Regions from separate parts of the Mus musculus genome. Here all the other regions are linked to region 2. Evidence: chromatin contacts called from public Hi-C and promoter capture Hi-C data. All regions are on one chromosome and are shown on one strand. The core of a region is the stretch at or near the end of the contact, and the rest is flanking DNA. Distances in the headings are between cores, read along the strand shown. Region 1 holds the start of Xrn2 (5'-3' exoribonuclease 2). Region 2 holds the start of Slx4ip (SLX4 interacting protein). Region 3 holds the start of Nxt1 (NTF2-related export protein 1).

What was found. Promoter capture Hi-C pulls out the DNA fragments that hold promoters and counts their contacts. Hi-C and Micro-C count contacts between places; a contact is called where the count stands out from the background.
Region 1: a promoter capture Hi-C map of pre-B cells shows a contact between it and region 2, with 4 times the contacts expected there. The contact joins the promoter of Xrn2 here to the promoter of Slx4ip in region 2. A contact is called at or near these places in 1 of 39 promoter capture datasets (pre-B cells) and 1 of 484 Hi-C or Micro-C datasets (pre-B cells).
Region 3: a contact with region 2 is called in a Hi-C map of CD8 T cells, with 8 times the contacts expected there. The contact joins the promoter of Nxt1 here to the promoter of Slx4ip in region 2. A contact is called at or near these places in 2 of 39 promoter capture datasets (liver and pre-B cells) and 2 of 484 Hi-C or Micro-C datasets (CD4 T cells and CD8 T cells).

Annotation. Positions count from the first base shown.
Region 1 is chr2:147,011,084-147,014,314 of GRCm38.p6, forward strand. It overlaps Xrn2 (5'-3' exoribonuclease 2), which reads left to right and starts at 1,916. Exons shown (of 30, transcript NM_011917.3): 1 at 1,916-2,113. The coding sequence starts at 2,039.
Region 2 is chr2:136,890,667-136,893,736 of GRCm38.p6, forward strand. It overlaps Slx4ip (SLX4 interacting protein), which reads left to right and starts at 1,502. Exons shown (of 8, transcript NM_028834.3): 1 at 1,502-1,695. Mkks (McKusick-Kaufman syndrome) reads right to left here and starts at 740. Exons shown (of 6, transcript NM_021527.2): 1 at 377-740.
Region 3 is chr2:148,671,204-148,674,353 of GRCm38.p6, forward strand. Nxt1 (NTF2-related export protein 1) reads left to right here and starts at 1,412. Exons shown (of 2, transcript NM_019761.6): 1 at 1,412-1,632.

The DNA.
Region 1 (3,231 bases), core at 666-3,165, about 10 Mb after region 2:
TTTCGGTGCTTATCATTTTATGCAGCTTTGCCTTCTTTTTACATTTCAAAGTTCAAAACCACTTGTGATGGACTCTGGGGGAGGGGCTCAATGTAGCAAGCTGCCTGCTCCTATCCAACTGCCTATGAATTTGTGTTCATATAAGAACATAGCACAGCCGGGCGTGGTGGCGCACGCCTTTAATCCCAGCACTCGGGAGGCAGAGGCAGGCGGATTTCTGGAGTTCGAGGCCAGCCTGGTCTACAAAGTGAGCTCCAGGACAGCCAGGGCTATACAGAGAAACCCTGTCTCGAAAAACCAAAAAAAAAAAAAAAAAAAAAAAGAACATAGCACATCCCAGAGGACACAAACTCTTAAGAAGGGGCTATTTCCAAATAATATTCTTAAACACACACACACAAACACATATACGTGTACACACACATATGTGTATATATACACTATTCTAAAACTAAACATAGGCTAGCTACCTCTCTAAGCATTTAAGTTACCTCTACATTAGCATTTAAATGAAGTCATTAAACCATTGAGGAAGGGGCAACCTTTACTGCCTGACAAGCAGCAGAGAAACACTTTAGAGGTCTCTTAAGGTGAGCCTTTGTGATTGTGATTTGTCAGGCCTAGGGGGGATTCAGGGAAGAGACTTTCAAGCTTGAGCAAATGGGCAGATACCTCCCTCCTCTTTCTAGACTTCTTTCATATGCTGCAGGTGGGATGGGGGATATGACAGGGTACATTTGAAGCCACCAGAAAAGAAGGGATACAAATATCATGTTGGTTGAGAACAGAGGATTAAATGACCCTTGGTTAAAGTGAAATACAAGCAGTATGAATAAGCAAGCAATTTAGCTCTTTGATAACCCGTTATCTGTGTTACAAAAACAAAAAACCAAACCCCCCCCAAAAACGGTAGAGCAAGACCACAGGATGGGTGGAGTTGTTACACTGTGCCTGACTCAGGCAAACAATCACTGCCTCAAGGCCAGGCTGTTACTGCCCACATAGAAACAGGCTTCCTCAAAACAAGCCCCTTTTAGCTTTTTACTTTCCTGCCTGCTGCATGCACGTAATCTAATAAACTGCTTTTTCTGTTTGGAGAATATTTTTTACACTGGAGTCACCCAAATGACACGGCCAGCCAGCACAGAAGGCTCAACTGGTGATTAAATAAGAAAATTCTTTAGTTCCTTGCCTAAGCACATCACAGGTACTCAATAAATGCTAGAACGTGATATTAGCAAATTTTGGCTAGACTCTGCAACTGTTTAAAGTGACCTCGTTGGGCTGAGAGATGGCTCAGCAGTAAAGCGTTCATGCTGTTTTTCCAAAGTAGAGTTTGATTGCTGGCAGCCACAGCAGGCTGAATACTGCTGTTTGTAACTCCAGCTCCAGGGGATTTGAAACCTCTGGCCTCCACAGGTACCAGCACTCGTTCACAAAGCCACATGTACATATACACACATTGCGTAACTAAAAATAAATCTTAAACATATTTTTAAAAAGTTGCTTATGCAAAGCAGATTTTAAAAAAAAATTGCAAAACACTTGAGGATGCTTTTTCATAGTTCGGCCAGGCACAGCAGCATAGAAATGAGAGAAACCAGGAAATGGAAACTAGAGTGTAGATGCTTCTATTCAGCTCAAGACTGATTGTGAGAAAGGAAGTAAGATAGGCCACGCCTTTCCAAAGTCTCGGCCACACAAGGACTTTGCGGCTGCGGGCCTAATGTGGCCGGCGCTCTTGGCTGGATTGCCGGAGAAGGCATCCGCCAGGAGTCGGCTCTCAAAGGCTTTACCAGAGAACGCGGCGAGCCAGGTCTACAGCTCGCCCAGCCGGGCCTCCACTCCGGCAGTCTAAATGAACTTCCACTTAACCGAGCTCCTTTCCCTGCATCCCCCGCGGTGGTGGTATGACGTAACTTCCGGCCGCTGAACGCACGTGGGAGGAAGTGCTGGTGCCCGCGGCTGCCGCTCCTGCTAGTCTCGTTGGTTACACTCTCCCGCTGGCCCGGCTGCTGTTTCGAGCTGCCCGCTGGTCATGGGAGTCCCGGCGTTCTTCCGCTGGCTCAGCCGCAAGTACCCGTCCATCATTGTCAACTGCGTGGAGGAGAAGGTGAGGAGGCGGCCAGTACGCCGGAGTGGGGACCCGGCGTGGCAGGTCTAGGCCGAGGCCCTCGGGGATGGGCGCCCGCCCCAAGCTGCCTCACGGGCCGCTTCGCGGGTTCGCGGTTCCGGAGGCGGTCTGGGCGGAGCGAGGGCGAGTAGGGGGCTTTGGGGGCTTGGGCGGCTCCTCCCCCGCCTGCGAAGCGGGGCACCCCAGGCTCCGCCCACGGCTTTGTTCCCTCCGCGCCGCTCACTGAGCTCCAAAGGGCGCCCAGGCTAGTCAGCCCCCCTAGCGCGGGCAGCAAGGTTGGCAGGGTAGGGACCGCTGGTTGGTCCACTGTCTTGAGCCCGGAGTTCCCGTTGGCTGGATCGCTTGTTTTCCACCCGAGCCTGGCCATTTGTTGCAGTTAAGCGTGCGCGGGCAGCAGCTAGTTACGAAGGACTAGGCTAGGGGAGCGCTCTTTCTCCCTGGCGGGCTTTGCTGTACGAATGCCGGGCAGCTCGCTGTGTTTCACTTCCTGCCTCCGTTAGTTTGCTAGTTTACAGGCAGACTTTTAAGTCGTTCCGATTCGTGAGTGTTGCTTTTGTCGTTCGCGTAATTCTGTCGAGTTCGACTTTGTACTCTAAGTTAGAATTTCTGGATTGGAAAAGTTCCGGGCACATGTGTCCCCTCCCACTTTCGGCTTTAGAACCGCCTCTCTCCAAGAACCTATTTCTCCCGCTGAAGTTATTTACTTTCTCACTTCCTGTCTTAGAAGAAACCAAAAGCTTTGTTTTGGTGACAATCCTAGTATATTTTTGTGTTCTCCAAAGACAAATTGCTAAGCTGAACCATTATTTCTTTATAAACATTGTGTTCTCCTGGGGGGGGGGGGTCTTCCAAAGGGAGAGCCACTTTTTCGTAACAGACACTTTGAACTGTTTTGGTTGTGTCTCTTAATATGGTTAAGTTTGATTTATCGGTTTTAGGTCTATCTAATTTTGGGTAGAAGAGGAATTAGCTATTTATTCACCACCACCCCAGTTTTTCTAATGCTAATCCATAAATCTGACGGTAAAATTTGTAATTTAACGGAGAACTCGTTTAAACGTATATCGGGCCAAGGCGTGGCACATACTTTTACTCCC
Region 2 (3,070 bases), core at 252-2,751:
CTGATCCATCATCAGATAGTCACATCCTGAAGCTACTTTGTTTTTATTGTTGTTGTTTTGTTTAGTTTGTTTGTTTTCCGAGACAGGGTTTCTCTGTGTAGCTCTGACTGTCCTGGAACTCACTGTGTAGACCAGGCTGGCCTCCAACTCAGAAATCCGCCTGCCTCTGCCTCCCAAGTGCTGGGATTAAAGGCGTGCACCACCACCGCCCCGCTCTGAAGCTACTTTGAAAGCTGTCCTTGGGCCAATCCGGTAGCCAGGTGCCTCTGTATCCCCGCCCCCAAATACCCTTGTCCCAACCACTCGCGACCTTTCCGTGCGGGGACGCGGTGAGGCCGCAGGCTGGCTTCTCCACCAGCGGCCTGGCCCCTCTCACCTGCCCACCAGCAGCTGCACCTCTAGGTCAGGCCACCTTCACCACCAGAAACCAGAAATCGCGCTTGCACAGCAACCAACCACGCAGCGGAGCGCCACCACCTTTGCCCTGCGCGGCAAGAAGGCGCATGCGCAACTCTATGCTCACGCGCACCACCCCTCCTTCCCCCGCCCCTCTTCCGGGGTTTGCGTGAAGCTCCCGCAAAGGAAAGCTGCGGCCGTCACCGGAAATCTTACGGGCAGACGTGTATTCTGTCTGTGCGCGCTACCAAAATTGAAAGGTCACATCACATCACATCACAGCACCAAGAAGGTGGCAGAGCGTGCGGCTCTCTGCTCTCTCGAAAGGTATTTGTAGAACGAATGAAGCTGTTACCAGTCCTAGGTGGCGTTTCCTCTGTTCTGACCAATCACAAGGCGCCTTGCCCTGTCACTCAGTTGTCAATTCCCACCTCTCTCAGGACGCCCTAAGCTGTAGAAACTGGCTCCGCCCTGCCGGTCCGAGTGACGTCAGAGAGCGAACATGCGCAGACAGAGCCTGTCGCCATGCAGGAAACTTCCGCCCAGTCTAGGAGCGGGGTTGGCAGAAGTCGGGAGTCTTCAATTCAGTGCCGGATCCGGTTGGTTAATTTCCTTGGCTTTGCCTTTCTTTTTTTTTTCTTCAGAGATAAGTCTTTTATTCTTTTGAACCACCCGAAGCATTATGAAATTATGTTTAAACATATTTTATTTCGCTTTTCTCTGGCACCGTGAAAGGCACCTTTATTTTTCAACGTATCTTTTAATCTTCCTCATTAAAAATATTTTCTACTCTTGCCCTATAGTTTTGTGATACGAAAAACACGGCTTTTGTTGTTGTTGTCCATCAGTACATATCGTTGACGTACAGTGATACATTATCTGCCAATTGTATTTGTGGCTTTTCCAACCTCTTAAAAAAAAAAAAAAAATCCGCTTTGGCCGCCATTTTTATTTTGGTCTCCATAAAGCGTTGATATCATCGACAGAAGCCATTTTTCGTTTGGGCAGTTCTTTCCGGCTATCCCATTACCTTAGCCAGGGCTTCGGGCGCCATCGTAGGTGCTGGCAGTGGCTTCCAACCGAATGAAGTCGATAATGCCATCTTGTGTTTGGGCGCTGGTTGCATTCTCTAACGTGCGAGGGGACGCTGGGAAACGGGAAGTAAGCCAAAGCTGCTGAAGCTTGGTCTGCCGCCTTTTTAGTCTGAGTTTTCCCGTTCAGGTACTATACTAGTCCACCAGTGACCCCGGACAGTAACAAAGCATTACAGCCCGAACCCACCTCCCGCCACCATCGTAGGTAAGAGCGTGTGATACTTCGTTCGGATAACCCAGCTCTTCCCTCAGTTGGACCGAACTGTTTGGCCATCTTATACCAATACGTATTTTTGTTTTGGATTTTGGGACTTAACACAATTTTTCTCTTAGGTATTCCTTCTCTTTCCATTAGAATTGTTAAACACCACTGTTCAGGAAGACTGAGATTTAAAGGGACAATAACGTTGAGGGAATTTCCGTAGAATAACAAAGCAAAATGGATGGAACAGCAAATTTGATCATTAATTGTATGGCTTTCTGCATCTATAGAGGTGAATATAGCTCCCAGAGGACTTTAAAATGTGATCAGCTGTGTTTGTATATTCTTCCCATTCATTCATTCATTCATTGAATTTGTTGAATACTTAGCTAGTTTTGTGCTATAAAATATAGAAGTAAACTTCAAAACAAAACAAAACGAAACCTCCTTTTCATCCACTTGCTTTGATATATCCAAAGCTGGGACCAGGAACATAATGTTCTAATGTTTTTTTTTTTAGCACTGCTGGACAAGCAACTTCATGTTCTCACTTCTCGTATTTCTTGGATACTGTATATAGCCATAATTGTAAGGCTAATAGTCCAGGTAGCATGGCCTTGTTGCTCAGTGTAATCATCGACCAGCCATCCCAGCATCTTCTGGGAGCATGTTTCTTGGAATGAGTAGAAGCTGCACTTGGGCACAGTATAATAGTGACTTGGAAACTTTGGACTGTGGCTTACCTTAGCTTTTTGTAGCACCAGGCTTTCTTCTGTGTCTTCTTGTATGAGAAAAGAAAATCAGTAGTTCTCAACCTTGGCTGCCCATGACAGTCACCTGGGAAGCTTCTAAACCAGACTTCAGACCAGTTGCAGATAGAAATGGAGACTATGTGGAATATAGATGACACTAAGGTATTTGAGACATGGTTTTCATGCTGTTAGGCGTAAGATTGGTTTTCACCTTCCCTCTTGGCTTTACTTAAAATACCATGGAGACAGGGAGGAGTATTAGGTTGGGTGGGTGTTGAACCAATGTCCCAGTGACTGGTTACCTTGTCAACCAGCTTCCCAGTAATTGTTACTTTGCCATATATGTCTTTTCCTTAGTCTAAGTGGGAAAGAAGAATGAACACCATTTGTTTTACTGAGTCTCACATGAATGTTTCCATTGTGGATATTCATGTTTTATGAGTATGTAGGAAAACATTATTACACTGAAATATTGCTTGTTTGCAATTTTTACAGTGCTACTAAGGGTAGTGATGTAGTGTGGATGGGTAAAAAAATCAGTTCTGAAACGTCTTCCCTGACTGTACATCCTACTTCCTTCACCCCAGCTCCATCTCTGAGATCTAAAAGACAGTTACCCACCCTTG
Region 3 (3,150 bases), core at 162-2,661, about 12 Mb after region 2:
AATGCCAGGAGATTGAGGCAAGGAGAACCCTGACTAATATGGGGGTGGTGGAATGGTGGAGGAGGGGGAGGGGGAGGGGAGAGAAAGAGAGAGAGAGGGGAGGGGAAGGGGAGAGAAAGAGGGAGAGGGGGGAGGGGTGGAGGAGAGGAAGGGGAGAGGGAGAGAGAGAGAGAGAGAGAGAGAGAGAGAGAGAGAGAGATTCTATCCTCTAGAGAACCTTGACGAATACGCTCAACTGTGTCAGTGGCCAGTCCTTTAGAATCAGAGGCATCTCTAATCTCCCAAATTCAAGGGCTACTGAAAGAATAAAGGTCAAGTTCTCCCTCAGGAAAAGTCCTGGGACCTACCACTACTTTATCCCCAGGTTTACTACATATTTTTGTGTAACTACTGCTCCAAAGGCACTTATTCATCCTTGAAACTCAGACTCCAACTTAATTCTTTCAATAATGAAAACTTTTCACTCACTTAACTCCAGTGGGAAGTGACCTATATTGAACAGCCATTCTCGTTTCTTAAATCTAAAAACAAATGTTCCCTTAGTAACATGAGCAAAAGGAGCCGAGAGGTTGGTAACAAAATACAGATTAAAGTACTTAATTGAACAAAGCCACTTACAAACAGCTCTCCTAGCCGGGCAGATGAAGCAAAGAATCAGGTCTCAGCAAAGTTAGCTCTTTGGGTTTTGATACACGAAGCAGTTTCCCAATTTCCCACGCGAAATGGCTCCATTTCTATGCTAGGTATCTAGACAGCTCCAGATTAAAACAAATTCAGTGTCTTAAATGAGGTGGTACTGCGCCGCAGCTGGAGCCAGCAGGAAACTCAATTTGCACTGCATAGAAAGTCAACTACCATTGTCCCCTTGCCCGCCTCTTCGACCTCAGTTCTCACTAGACTAAAATTTGTTCTCTTATAAGTTCATCTGCTTGTCAACTCTAAGTAGCTTCACCTTAGGAAGGGTGCGCTCAGCTAAGATATTTGACCATATTTGACCACAAGGACTTCCACAGACTCTCAGATTTAGCCTTCCACCGGGTTCCTACACTACGGGTGTCTATGTGCTGGGTTCAGTCCAGAGCCTTATTGAAGCCATGCTGTTGTCTCCCTAGTTAGCATCAACCAGTGAAGCTCCACGTTGAAGCTTCACGAGTCTCCACAAGATATCATCCCAACACACACAGAAGAAGGGAGCCAGATCTAGCAAAGACAGATATCTCTTATTAACCAAGCCTTCCACAGCTAAGCGCGTTGACTCCACCCTCTCCACAACATCCAATCAGAGCTCCCTCAACCGGATCTTCTAGGATAGTGCCTAACCCGGAACCTACACTGTCTTTGCCGCCACACCTGGGCGGAGCCAAGTTTTCTACTGGCTCGCGTAGCTGCCCGTCGCGGGGAGGCGGGAGTCGACGGGAACCGGGATGCTAGCGCCTGCGCACATTGCAGCTTGCGGCGCGCGGGAAGCCACTACCGGCGCTTAACCGTTCCTCGCCTCCTGGACGTCGGCTTCTCAGGCGGAGCCTCTGGGAGGAAGAGGAGAACAGGAGAGAAACTCTTCTGGCCCGGGACCGCGACCGGGGCGGAACCCGGGACCGAGTCGCCTTGGCGGCGCTGACCGAGATCGAGCAGGTAAGTGAGCGCTCCTGCCTGGCCGTCTGGCAACGCCGCGGCACCAGGGACCTCTTCCCTTTTCTTAGGCTCAATAAGACATGGATGTTGTCCTTTCCTCCACGTGGTGTCTCTGCAACCTGGCATCAGGCTTTTTTATGTGCAGAACCGTGGCGGTGAGTTTGCCATACCCGGAGGAGAGCAGCAGTTTGGGGCCGGGGGATGTAAGAAGCGACTCCCAGCTGGAAATGAGGCCCGGGGCACGGCTGCCGTTTCTGAGGTCCAACTCCAGGAAACTACAGTATGAACCATGGGAGTGGAGCATCTTTCTGACTCTCACTCTACTATGTTTCGGTCGTACTGCTCTCTCCTTAAGAGAGAAAGATGACCGGGTTCTGTGGGTAGCTGAGGACCAGAAATAGGGGTGATCATCTTTGGGGGCGTGACCAATGTTAGGGCGAAGCATTGTGGCCTAAAGAAGTGGGGATGAGGTGGTTGGACAGAGAAATATGGTTACCTTGGAGAACATTGTTAAGCCAGCATCCCTAGAGCTGTTTTCATATAGAACTGCTTTCAAAAAAATCCTGGAACTTAGTAAGCATAGCTCTGACTCCCTTGCTTCCGTAGAATGAAGCAAGTAAGTTTGTAACTCTTTTTGTAAAGTTGTTACAGTGACTTGTGCAATGATGATTGAGGGAATGTACCTAAACTACTAAGCAAACAGCACTTCAGATTGATTGTTGAGTCGGAGGACCTTGGTGAGAGAGTGGCAAGAGCAGTATCAAGCTGGCTCCGAATTCATCTATAGGGCCAGCTTCCTCCTTGCTCTGTGTGGAATCCATCGTTCATAAACTGATAAGCTTAAAAAAATGAAACCGGGCATGGTGGCGCACGCCTTGAATCCCAGCACTTGGGAGGCAGAGGCAGGCGGATTTCTGAGTTCGAGGCCAGCCTGGTCTACAAAGTGAGTTCCGGGACAGCCAGGGCTACACAGAGAAACCCTGTCTCGAAAAACCAAAAAAAAAAAAATGTTGGCCCAGGCATGGTCGTGCACACCTTTATTCCCAGCACAAAAGGCAGAGGCGGATGTCATGAGTTCAAAGCCAGTGTGGTCTACATAGAAGTGGCAGAAATACATAGAGAGAACGTGTCTCAATAAAATAATAAAGGCTCTTGAAATGAAAAAGCATGTGTTCACAGCTTAAAGTTTTAAGCTTACTCTGTAGAGACCCTGTTTCTGGAAATTGGCAAATAATATAAATTACTTGTGTCCTATTTTCAGTAATATTGATCAGTACTAGGTTCTTTTAAGTGGAAATAGTTAACCATAGAAAAAATTAGCAGCCATTCCTGTTGTAAAAAGAAAAGCCATGCTGCTTATGTGATGGAACTTTAATGTTTTAAGGAACTGTGATCTTCCGGAATCTCCCTGAGACTGTTTGAATGCTAGAGCCTTTCTGCTATGGTGTCATGGCCCTGCTGGTCTTAAATGGTGGCCATTAATGCTGAAGACATAAATTCTAGTTAGTCTTGGGTTTA